Regions from separate parts of the Mus musculus genome. Here all the other regions are linked to region 1. A link is a contact called in public HiChIP or PLAC-seq data. All regions are on one chromosome and are shown on one strand. The core of a region is the stretch at or near the end of the contact, and the rest is flanking DNA. Distances in the headings are between cores, read along the strand shown. Region 1 holds the start of Hmgn1 (high mobility group nucleosomal binding domain 1). Region 2 overlaps Brwd1 (bromodomain and WD repeat domain containing 1). Region 3 overlaps Brwd1 (bromodomain and WD repeat domain containing 1).

What was found. HiChIP or PLAC-seq counts read pairs in DNA pulled down with a chosen protein or histone mark.
Region 2: an H3K27ac HiChIP or PLAC-seq map of embryonic stem cells shows a contact between it and region 1, with 7 read pairs. The contact joins the enhancer-like site here to the promoter of Hmgn1 in region 1. A contact is called at or near these places in 9 of 39 promoter capture datasets (the 3T3-L1 cell line, 3T3-L1-derived adipocytes, the HPC-7 cell line and 5 more), 1 of 15 datasets of contacts at CTCF or cohesin (pro-B cells), 8 of 484 Hi-C or Micro-C datasets (the HL-1 cell line, the HPC-7 cell line, the N1E-115 cell line and 5 more), 4 of 115 datasets of contacts at active chromatin or transcription factors (the SCID.adh cell line, embryonic stem cells and neural tube) and 4 of 9 other capture datasets (adipose tissue, embryonic stem cells, liver and 1 more).
Region 3: a contact with region 1 is called in an H3K4me3 HiChIP or PLAC-seq map of embryonic stem cells, with 4 times the contacts expected there. The contact joins the enhancer-like site here to the promoter of Hmgn1 in region 1. A contact is called at or near these places in 5 of 39 promoter capture datasets (the 3T3-L1 cell line, 3T3-L1-derived adipocytes, embryonic stem cells and 1 more), 10 of 484 Hi-C or Micro-C datasets (the HL-1 cell line, cranial neural crest, embryonic fibroblasts and 6 more), 8 of 115 datasets of contacts at active chromatin or transcription factors (embryonic limb bud, embryonic stem cells, large pre-B cells and 2 more) and 4 of 9 other capture datasets (adipose tissue, embryonic stem cells, liver and 1 more).

The regions. Positions count from the first base shown.
Region 1 is chr16:96,126,383-96,129,026 of GRCm38.p6, reverse strand. Hmgn1 (high mobility group nucleosomal binding domain 1) reads left to right here and starts at 1,302. Exons shown (of 6, transcript NM_008251.3): 1 at 1,302-1,437; 2 at 1,566-1,595; 3 at 1,687-1,716; 4 at 1,824-1,874. The coding sequence starts at 1,423.
Region 2 is chr16:96,042,962-96,045,605 of GRCm38.p6, reverse strand. Brwd1 (bromodomain and WD repeat domain containing 1) reads left to right here. Exons shown (of 42, transcript NM_145125.3): 19 at 959-1,142; 20 at 2,512-2,605. Among named protein-coding and RNA genes, the nearest start is that of Brwd1, 38 kb to the left of the region's middle. Within about 2 kb of position 1,300, at least 13 of the 459 cell types and tissues checked have an H3K27ac peak or open chromatin away from gene starts, as enhancers often do. A contact at or near this core is called in embryonic stem cells and stem cell-derived epiblast-like cells, where this site is marked.
Region 3 is chr16:96,062,329-96,064,972 of GRCm38.p6, reverse strand. It overlaps Brwd1 (bromodomain and WD repeat domain containing 1), which reads left to right. Exons shown (of 42, transcript NM_145125.3): 8 at 2-223. Among named protein-coding and RNA genes, the nearest start is that of Brwd1, 19 kb to the left of the region's middle. Within about 2 kb of position 1,287, at least 5 of the 459 cell types and tissues checked have an H3K27ac peak or open chromatin away from gene starts, as enhancers often do. A contact at or near this core is called in embryonic stem cells, where this site is marked.

The DNA.
Region 1 (2,644 bases), core at 53-2,552:
TGAGAATAGCCGCTGGAATAGACTTTGTCATTTGAGACATTTTCTCTATGTGGCCCTGGCTATCCTGGGAAAGAAAGACTTCCAATTGGCTATAAACTGTGTCTGAGTGGTCATCTCTGGTGGGCTTCCCGGAAGGGCAAACTTTATTTTTAAGAGGGTAAAATCAGGAGATTAAAACACCAAAGGACAGGAAGTGCATTTGGTTTTAACTCCAGTGGTGTCAATGTCTTTCCCCCACTAGTTGGGGTAGGACCTCACAGTCTTAATTCAGTCTGGCATGCATGAAAAGATGGGACCACAGATGAAGGGAACGGGGTCGCGGCTCAAACGACAAAGAGTCACTGCTGCAAGCCATCTAATCCCAGGAACACAGCAGTGGGCCTTTGGGGAAACAAGGGTTTACTGGGTAGGGGGATTAAAACGTTTGTGTAAAAATCTTAAACGGTGCAAGAGATAAAGATTCGAATTCCCTGTCCTAAATACAAGTTTTATGGTAGGCAAAGACATATATGATAATTCTTACAATTGAGCAGCAGTAATACGGCTGCGGGTGGGACTCTTGTACCCAGCCCGCTATCTGCATTCTTGAGGTATACTCAATATTAACTGCCTTCCATAAACAAAAGGTGCAATCTGGAAGTCGGAGCTAGACCCGACGCCGCTGCGCGAAGGACTGGGTCTGTAAAGGGCCGATGTGATTCCTGCACACAGTTGAACACAGGACGGAGGGGTCCATGCAGTGGGGAGGGCAAGAGCCCGAGACAGCTGCAAGACCTAAAACAGACATAGTTACCTAAAAATAGGCTAGTAAAGGCGCGTAGGACAGCCTGAGTCTGCGCGACCGGCCCGCGCGCGCCTGCGCACTGCTGGCTGCGCCTGTGCCCTCCCGGGCGAATGGCAAATCACGCCTAGGCACTGCTGAACCCGAGGGGTCCGCGGGTGGACTCCGCGGGCGGGCGCCTGGGGTCCGGAGCATTGTGGGAAAGCGATGCTGAGGCCACGTGACACGCCCCCACTTATCAGCGCGCAGGCCGCACTTTTGCTGTCGGCTTCAAACAAACTACCTAGCGGGGTCGGGCGACTCCGGCCCGCCCCTCGGCCGGGGTCGCGCCCGCAGGGGTGGGGGGCCAGGGGGCGGGGCGATGCGGCGGAGTGACAGCTCGCCGTGCCTATTCGGGAGCAAGGGCTGGGGCGCTGGCGCGCGCGGTGGGCCTAGACAGCCAATGGAGGCTGGGGGCGGCCCGGCTGGCGGGGAGGCGCGGGGGGAGAGGGGGCGGGCTCCAATCCGGTTCCATCCGGTTCTCCCACCGCCCCCGCGACGGGTCGCAGCAGTTCGTGTGGTGGTGGCGGCGGCGGCTTGGCAGTGCGGCTCCTCGGTGACAGATCCGACGACGCACGCGTCTCCCACCCCGCGCCGCCACGATGCCCAAGAGGAAGGTGAGTGCGGCGGGGCCGCGGCGCCCGCAGGGTTCGGGTCTGAGGGGCTCTGGAATCTTCGCGGGGTGCGGGCGGCTGGGCGTGACGTCACGCGGCCGCATTGTTCTCCGCTGTGCTTTCTCCTGCAGGTTAGCGCGGATGGAGCCGCCAAGGCGGAGGTGAGTGCGGGCCTCGGGTGGGCCGGGCGGATCGGGGCGGGCGGTGGGGTGCCGCTCACATGCGCTGCTCACCCCGTCTTTCTCTCCGCAGCCCAAGCGCCGCTCCGCGAGGCTGTCGGCCGTAAGTACCGCGCTCGGTCCGGGCCGGGACGGGAGCGAGCGGGCCGGGCCCAGCTCGCCCGCTCAGCGCCTCACACCCCCTTCTTTTATTAATTTATCTCTTGCCAGAAGCCCGCCCCTGCCAAGGTGGACGCGAAGCCGAAAAAGGCCGCGGGAAAGGTAGGTTTCGAAAAGGTGTCCAGGCAGGCCGCTTAGTTGAGGTTGTTCTAAGTGTTGGGGAGGTTTCTGGAAGGTGGGTGGGGGCGGCATGTAGTCCGTTCGCTCATCCGCAGCGACATGGCCTTTGCAGACGACCTGAGTTCAGTTCCCAGCACCCACAGGACAGCTCAGAAACATCCGTCCCTCCAGTTCCCAGAGGATCCGTGCCCTTTTCTGATTCCCAGCAGCAGGTACACGGTGCACATACGTACATGCAAAACACAAAAACTCAAGAGCCTGTATGAGCCGAAGATGACTCACTGGTTAAGAATGCACAATGCTCTTACAGAGGGACCTGAGTCTCTTGAGTGACAGCTCCAAGGGATAAGAGGATCTGATAACCTCTTCTGGCTTCTGCAGACACAGCCCGAGCATGCACAGACGCATAAGTATGCACGTTGTTTAAAAGTAAAGTTTCCCCGCCCAGGACGTTTTATGGAGCAGAGTAAAAATGGAGGAACTGTTTTCCCCATAGTTAGTTGGCGTTTTACCTTAAATGTTTGTGTGTATTTTGCCTGTGTGTGTGGGTAGGTGCATTTTGGAGGCCAAAAGAGGACTTAGAGTTAATAGTTTGGAGCTGCCAAGTGAGTGCTGGGAATTGAACCTGGATCCTCTGGGAGAGCAGCTGAGTACTTAACTTAGCCAGGGAACCGTCTATCTCTCAAGTCATAGTTTGTGATCTTTTCAAATACAGCTTCAAGGAATGGTGGTAATGTGGACTAGACTTTCTT
Region 2 (2,644 bases), core at 51-2,550, 83 kb after region 1:
CAGGCAGACATGGTTCTGAAGGAACCTATGTGCACATGTATGTATGCATATGTCTGTGAGTACCCATTTAGGCCAAAAAGGGCTAGAGTCACAGCTAGTTGTGAGCTGGGATCTGACCTGGGTCCTTTACAAGAGCAGCAAGTGCTCTTAACCGCTGAACCATCTCTTCAGCCCAGATTATTTCTGTTGTGTGTGTGTGTGCTTGCCTGTTTGAGTGTCTGCCGTTTGTGTCCAAGTACTTGCGGGGCTGGAAGAGAGTGCTTAGAGCTATGTAGCCTTCATGGAGTTAGAGCACCTGATGGAGGTGCTGGGAACTGACCTGACCTCAGGTCCTTTGTACTAACAGGAAATGCTCTTAACTCCTGAGCCATCTCTGCTCTTTTGTGGTAATTATGAAAATTTTTATTGTTAGAATTATTCTAATTTTTATGTCTGTGTGAGAGTGTGTGCATATTTGTGTTATGTTTGTGTAGCGTGTGTGCGTGCGTGCGTGCGTGCGTGCGTGCGTGCGTGCGTGTGTGTGTAAGGCCCACAGAGAAAGATCCCACGAAGCCGGTGTTCAGATGGTTTGCTAGTTGCCTGCTCAGTAGCCTAGACTGTAACAGTGTTCTTGTTATATAGCTTCCCCAGTTTAGTGGGGCATCTATCCTTAGCAAAGGTTTTCCCAAAAAACAAACTGTTTTGAAATAAAGATGCAATGGAATACATTTGTGTATTTTATAATTTCAGAATGTATAGAAAAAGTTCAAGTGGCAGTTTACCAATTAATGATAAGTATTCTACATTGTGGTTTTAGTTATGTTAAAGCTTTCTTCTTATAGCTGTTTTTAGTATGTCTGTCCTTTTTCTGGTTTGGAAAAAGGTGTGTCCTAGTAGGAGGAATGCACTGTTACTGTGTGCTAAATGAACATAATAACTGGAAATACTTTAAAAATACTTCCTGATATTTTTCTTCTAGGTTTTAGAAGACTGAGTTTAGACATTCAGTCTCCTCCAAACATCGGTCTCCGTCGGAGTGGGCAGGTTGAAGGTGTTCGTCAGATGCATCAGAACGCTCCTCGGAGTCAGATTGCTACAGAGCGTGACCTCCAGGCTTGGAAGCGGAGAGTAGTTGTTCCAGAGGCACCGCCTGGCATGTTCAGGTCCATAACTATTAGGAGGATGTCATTTTATATTTTATTTTATTTTACGATTTATTTATTTTATTTATGTATGTGAGTACACTGTCGCTGTCTTAAGAAACACCAGAAGAGGGCATTGAATCCCATTACAGATGGTTGTGCGCCACCAAGTGGTTGCTGGGATTTGACCTCATGACCTCTGGATCAGGTCTTAACTGCTGAGTCATCTCTCTAGCCCCTACTCTTAACATCCAGTAGTAAACTAGGTCTGTAAAAAACTGGACAAACCTTCATTCTTTTTTCTTTAGCTTAGATCTACCTTCCTCTGCTTCCCAAGTGATGGGATTAAAAGGCATGTGCCACCACTGCCCAGCCGGTTTTTGTTTTTTGTTTTTGTTTTTTGCTTTTTTTGTCTTTTTATTTATTTATTTATTTATTTATTTTCTTAGAAATCAGTTTTTGTTCTTTGTACATTCTTATGTAGCATGGCTAAGATACATTGAGATTTTATATCAAGTCAGGTGTTTCTAGGAGTTTTCAAATTAGAACCAAGGGACCCTGAGTCTTTTACACAGTGAAGACAAAGGCCATTTTTAGCCTATGGTAACGTGCTCCAAGGTTTGAAATTATTCCTGTTGTAATCATCTGAACAGTGTTATTGACTTGATAAGGAGACAGAGAAATGAGTAGCACTGCTATTTTTGTTTAAATGAGAGGCCTAAAACATGGGGTTGAATTCTTTGTATAAGAAAAATGTTGCTTTTAATTTTATTTGCAGAAAGGAAGTATAATCTTGGAGACGCTTGGAAGCAATGAAATGGGCTGTCTAGTTGTATTGGTTCTAATGGGTCGATACATAATGCCAATTAATGAATATTTTGTAGTTAATATGAATAGGTCTTCACATAAACTGAGGTTTTGTTTTTAATAAAAAAAAGATAAGGGGCTGGCAAAATGGCTCAGTGAGTAAGAACACTGACTGCTCTTTCAAAAGTCCTGAGTTCAAATCCCAGCAACCACATGGTAGCTCACAACCCCCATAATGAGATCTGACGCCCTCTTCCAGTGCGTGTGAAGTCAGCTACAGTGTACTTATGTACAATAATAAATAAACCTTAAAAAAAAAAGAAAGATAAATACATACATAAAATCTAAACTTGTAGTTAGTGGTTTTGGGGTAGCCAGGTGAGTCTTGACCGTGATGAGGCGCTGCGCTTGCTCCTGCCTGCCAGTGGCGGGGCTCGGGCAGCTGAAGCGTCTTCTCATTTCAATAGCTTTGTGTGCTGTTTTGAGGTGCTGTGGGCCCAGTAGCCTCTAAAGCTGCAGTGATGTACTGTTAACTGTGTACCTCAGTCCAAGAACCTCTGTCACCATAGCCTTAATTTTGTAGGCGGTTGGAAGACATTCGCATAGAGAGAGGCGAGGAGGAGAGGAACCTGTATGTAATAGGGAGAAAGAAGAAGACTTTCCAGGTCCCACAAAAGGTAACTTGATTCTCCTTTCTTGGGAATGAGGAAATTATC
Region 3 (2,644 bases), core at 38-2,537, 64 kb after region 1:
GGGTTCAGATGATTGCTTGGTAAAGATTTGGTCAACACATAATGGCCGCTTGTTGTCTACGTTAAGAGGCCATTCTGCAGAGATTTCAGACATGGCTGTGAACTACGAGAACACGCTGATTGCTGCAGGAAGCTGTGATAAGATCATTAGGGTGTGGTGCTTGAGGACCTGCGCCCCAGTTGCTGTGCTGCAAGGACACACGGGGTCAATCACATCTCTGCAGGTAACCTGTAGCCTAGTGACACCAAACCTAACTTCTGGAACTGAGAAGTAGTATATAATGTGATTATATGGTGTTTTAAAAACTTGGATATGTGTTTATTTCTTTAATGTTTCTGTTTGTTTGTTTGTTTTTGTTGTTTTGAGACAGGGTTTCTCTGTGTATCCCTGGCTGTCCTGGAACTCACTCTGTAGACCGAGCTGGCCTCGAACTCAGAAATCTGCCTGCCTCTGCCTCCCGAGTGCTCCCAAGGGATTAAAGGGGTGCGCCACCACCCGGCCTTTTTTTTTTTTTTTTTTTTTTAAACACTCTACATTTTATCACCCTACTGGCCTACCCTCTGACTGTGGATATATGTTTTTTTAAATTTATTTTTATTTTATGGGTGTTTTGCTCGTATCTATGTCTGTGCACCATTGTGTGTGCAGTGCCCATGGAGGCTAGAAGCAGCCCTATTCGTGCTGAGAATTGAACCCACATCTTCTGTAAGAGTAGTGCGACAGTGAGCGCTCTTGACCCCTGAGCCATCTCCAGCTCTGGTGATTTTTTTCCATAAATTATGGAATAACAACACATAAGGAGGTGGGGCTTTCTGGGTGAATTAGATGAGAGCCTGTTACAAACTGGCAATGTTAACGTTCCTGTTTAAAACTTGTGGAGTTGAGTTGATTAGATTAATTTTATAAATCTTGCTATAAGTGGGAAGTAGTTTTCAACATGAAAATGTGGAAAAGCATAGTGGGTCCCTGTGTCTGTCAGCTGGCCAGCCTTCCTGACCACTTCAGGTTGTAGCTAAAGCAAATTCTGCCAGTGGCAGGTTCTTTTGTAACTGTTTCAGTTTGTAAAGTCTAAAGTATAATTGTTTTAAAAACAACCTACTTGGTAAGGTTAAAATTGGCAGTTGTCATGCAAATAGAGTAATTTTATTTAGTTTGAATTGCAAATAAAACAACTTGCATATCTTGTGGTTAGTTGTTATAGAATTGAAAGACACTCAAGTCCCTGCTCTTCACTGCCAGCTCTGCTTGTTGGAGGGCCCTAGGCGACTCAGCTGTGGTCTGGTGGAGTGGCATCCTGGGTGGCTTCCCACTTTGCTTTGTGTTTCTTGTAATTCAGTTTTCTCTGACAGAGCAGTGGTACTCGGGCATTCATGAAGTGACCTTTAGGATCTAGGTGTCCTGGAACTCTACCTCGGCCTCTTAAGTGCTGGGGTTTAAAGGGGTGCATCTCCACCACCATGCCCAGCGATGGTAGCCGATTTGTGAGGCTTTGATGGCTGCTGCTGCCTTTGACTGGATTTGGTGTGAAGTACAGAGTTGGTTCCATTTTCCTGTGCAGCTCTGATTTGCTAAGCTTGGAGTGCCCGGTGTGAGGATTATGTTTTAATATGCTTGTAGCAGGCCTTGAGAACTCTTGGTTATAGCACTGCTGTTTCATGGAGAGGATCAAATTGAGACGCCAACTCTCTTGTTAGAAGGCACAGCATGTCTGATATCCTATGTTAGAATCCATTGATTACCACCTTGCTTATCTTAGAATTGCTAGAAACACTGCACAGAGATTAAAAACTAGGCTTTATAATGAGATATGCATTGGTCACAATGTAATAAATAAAAGTACATAGCCGGGTGTGGTGGCGCGTGCCTTTGATTCCAGCACTTGGGAGGCAGAGGCAGGCGGATTTCTGAGTTCAAGGCCAGCCTGAGTTCCAGGACAGCCAGGGCTACACAGAGAAACCCTGTCTTGAAAAGCCAAAAACAAAAAACCAAAAACAAAAACCCAAAAAAAAAACCCCAGAGTACAGAAGAGAACTTGTATTAAAATGTTTATTGAATGTCTGACATGGATTCATGGGTTAGTTGGAAGGATAGATATCTGTTGTGCTGGATTCTGGTAAAATACGAGCAACCCTGTCACAGAAGAGTTTCATCCTGGAAGTGAGGATGCTCTAGAAATAAATCTGCCTTTGCAGAAACCAGAGCCCAGCTTCAAATAGTCTCAGTTCTCCTGGATCCGTAATCGCAAGTCTGGTGCAGGCTAGAAGCATAAGTTGCTTTATTTAGAGACAAGCAAACCTAAGGCATAAAGGAGGAGCATTAGAGAAAAGTGCAACTAAGTCTTAACTCTGCTGTTGATCTATAGCTGACTTAAGAGCTCTGTGGCTGAAGCTCTGTGTGGTGGCATGGCCTTTAGTGCCGAGTTCAAAGCCAGTCTGGGCTATATAGCAAGATCTTGCTTCCTGAAAAACAGGAACCCAACCCTCAAAAGAACTGCAATCGATGAGTTTAGAAGAATATGGATACAACAAGAAATTGGAGAAAGAATTTGTGAGTTGAAAGGTCAGAAGAGAGAAGAGAGAGGTTTTGCTCAGGTAGACACTCTGTAATTGAAATTTTTTCAGTGGAGTATGGAATGAAGCAAACA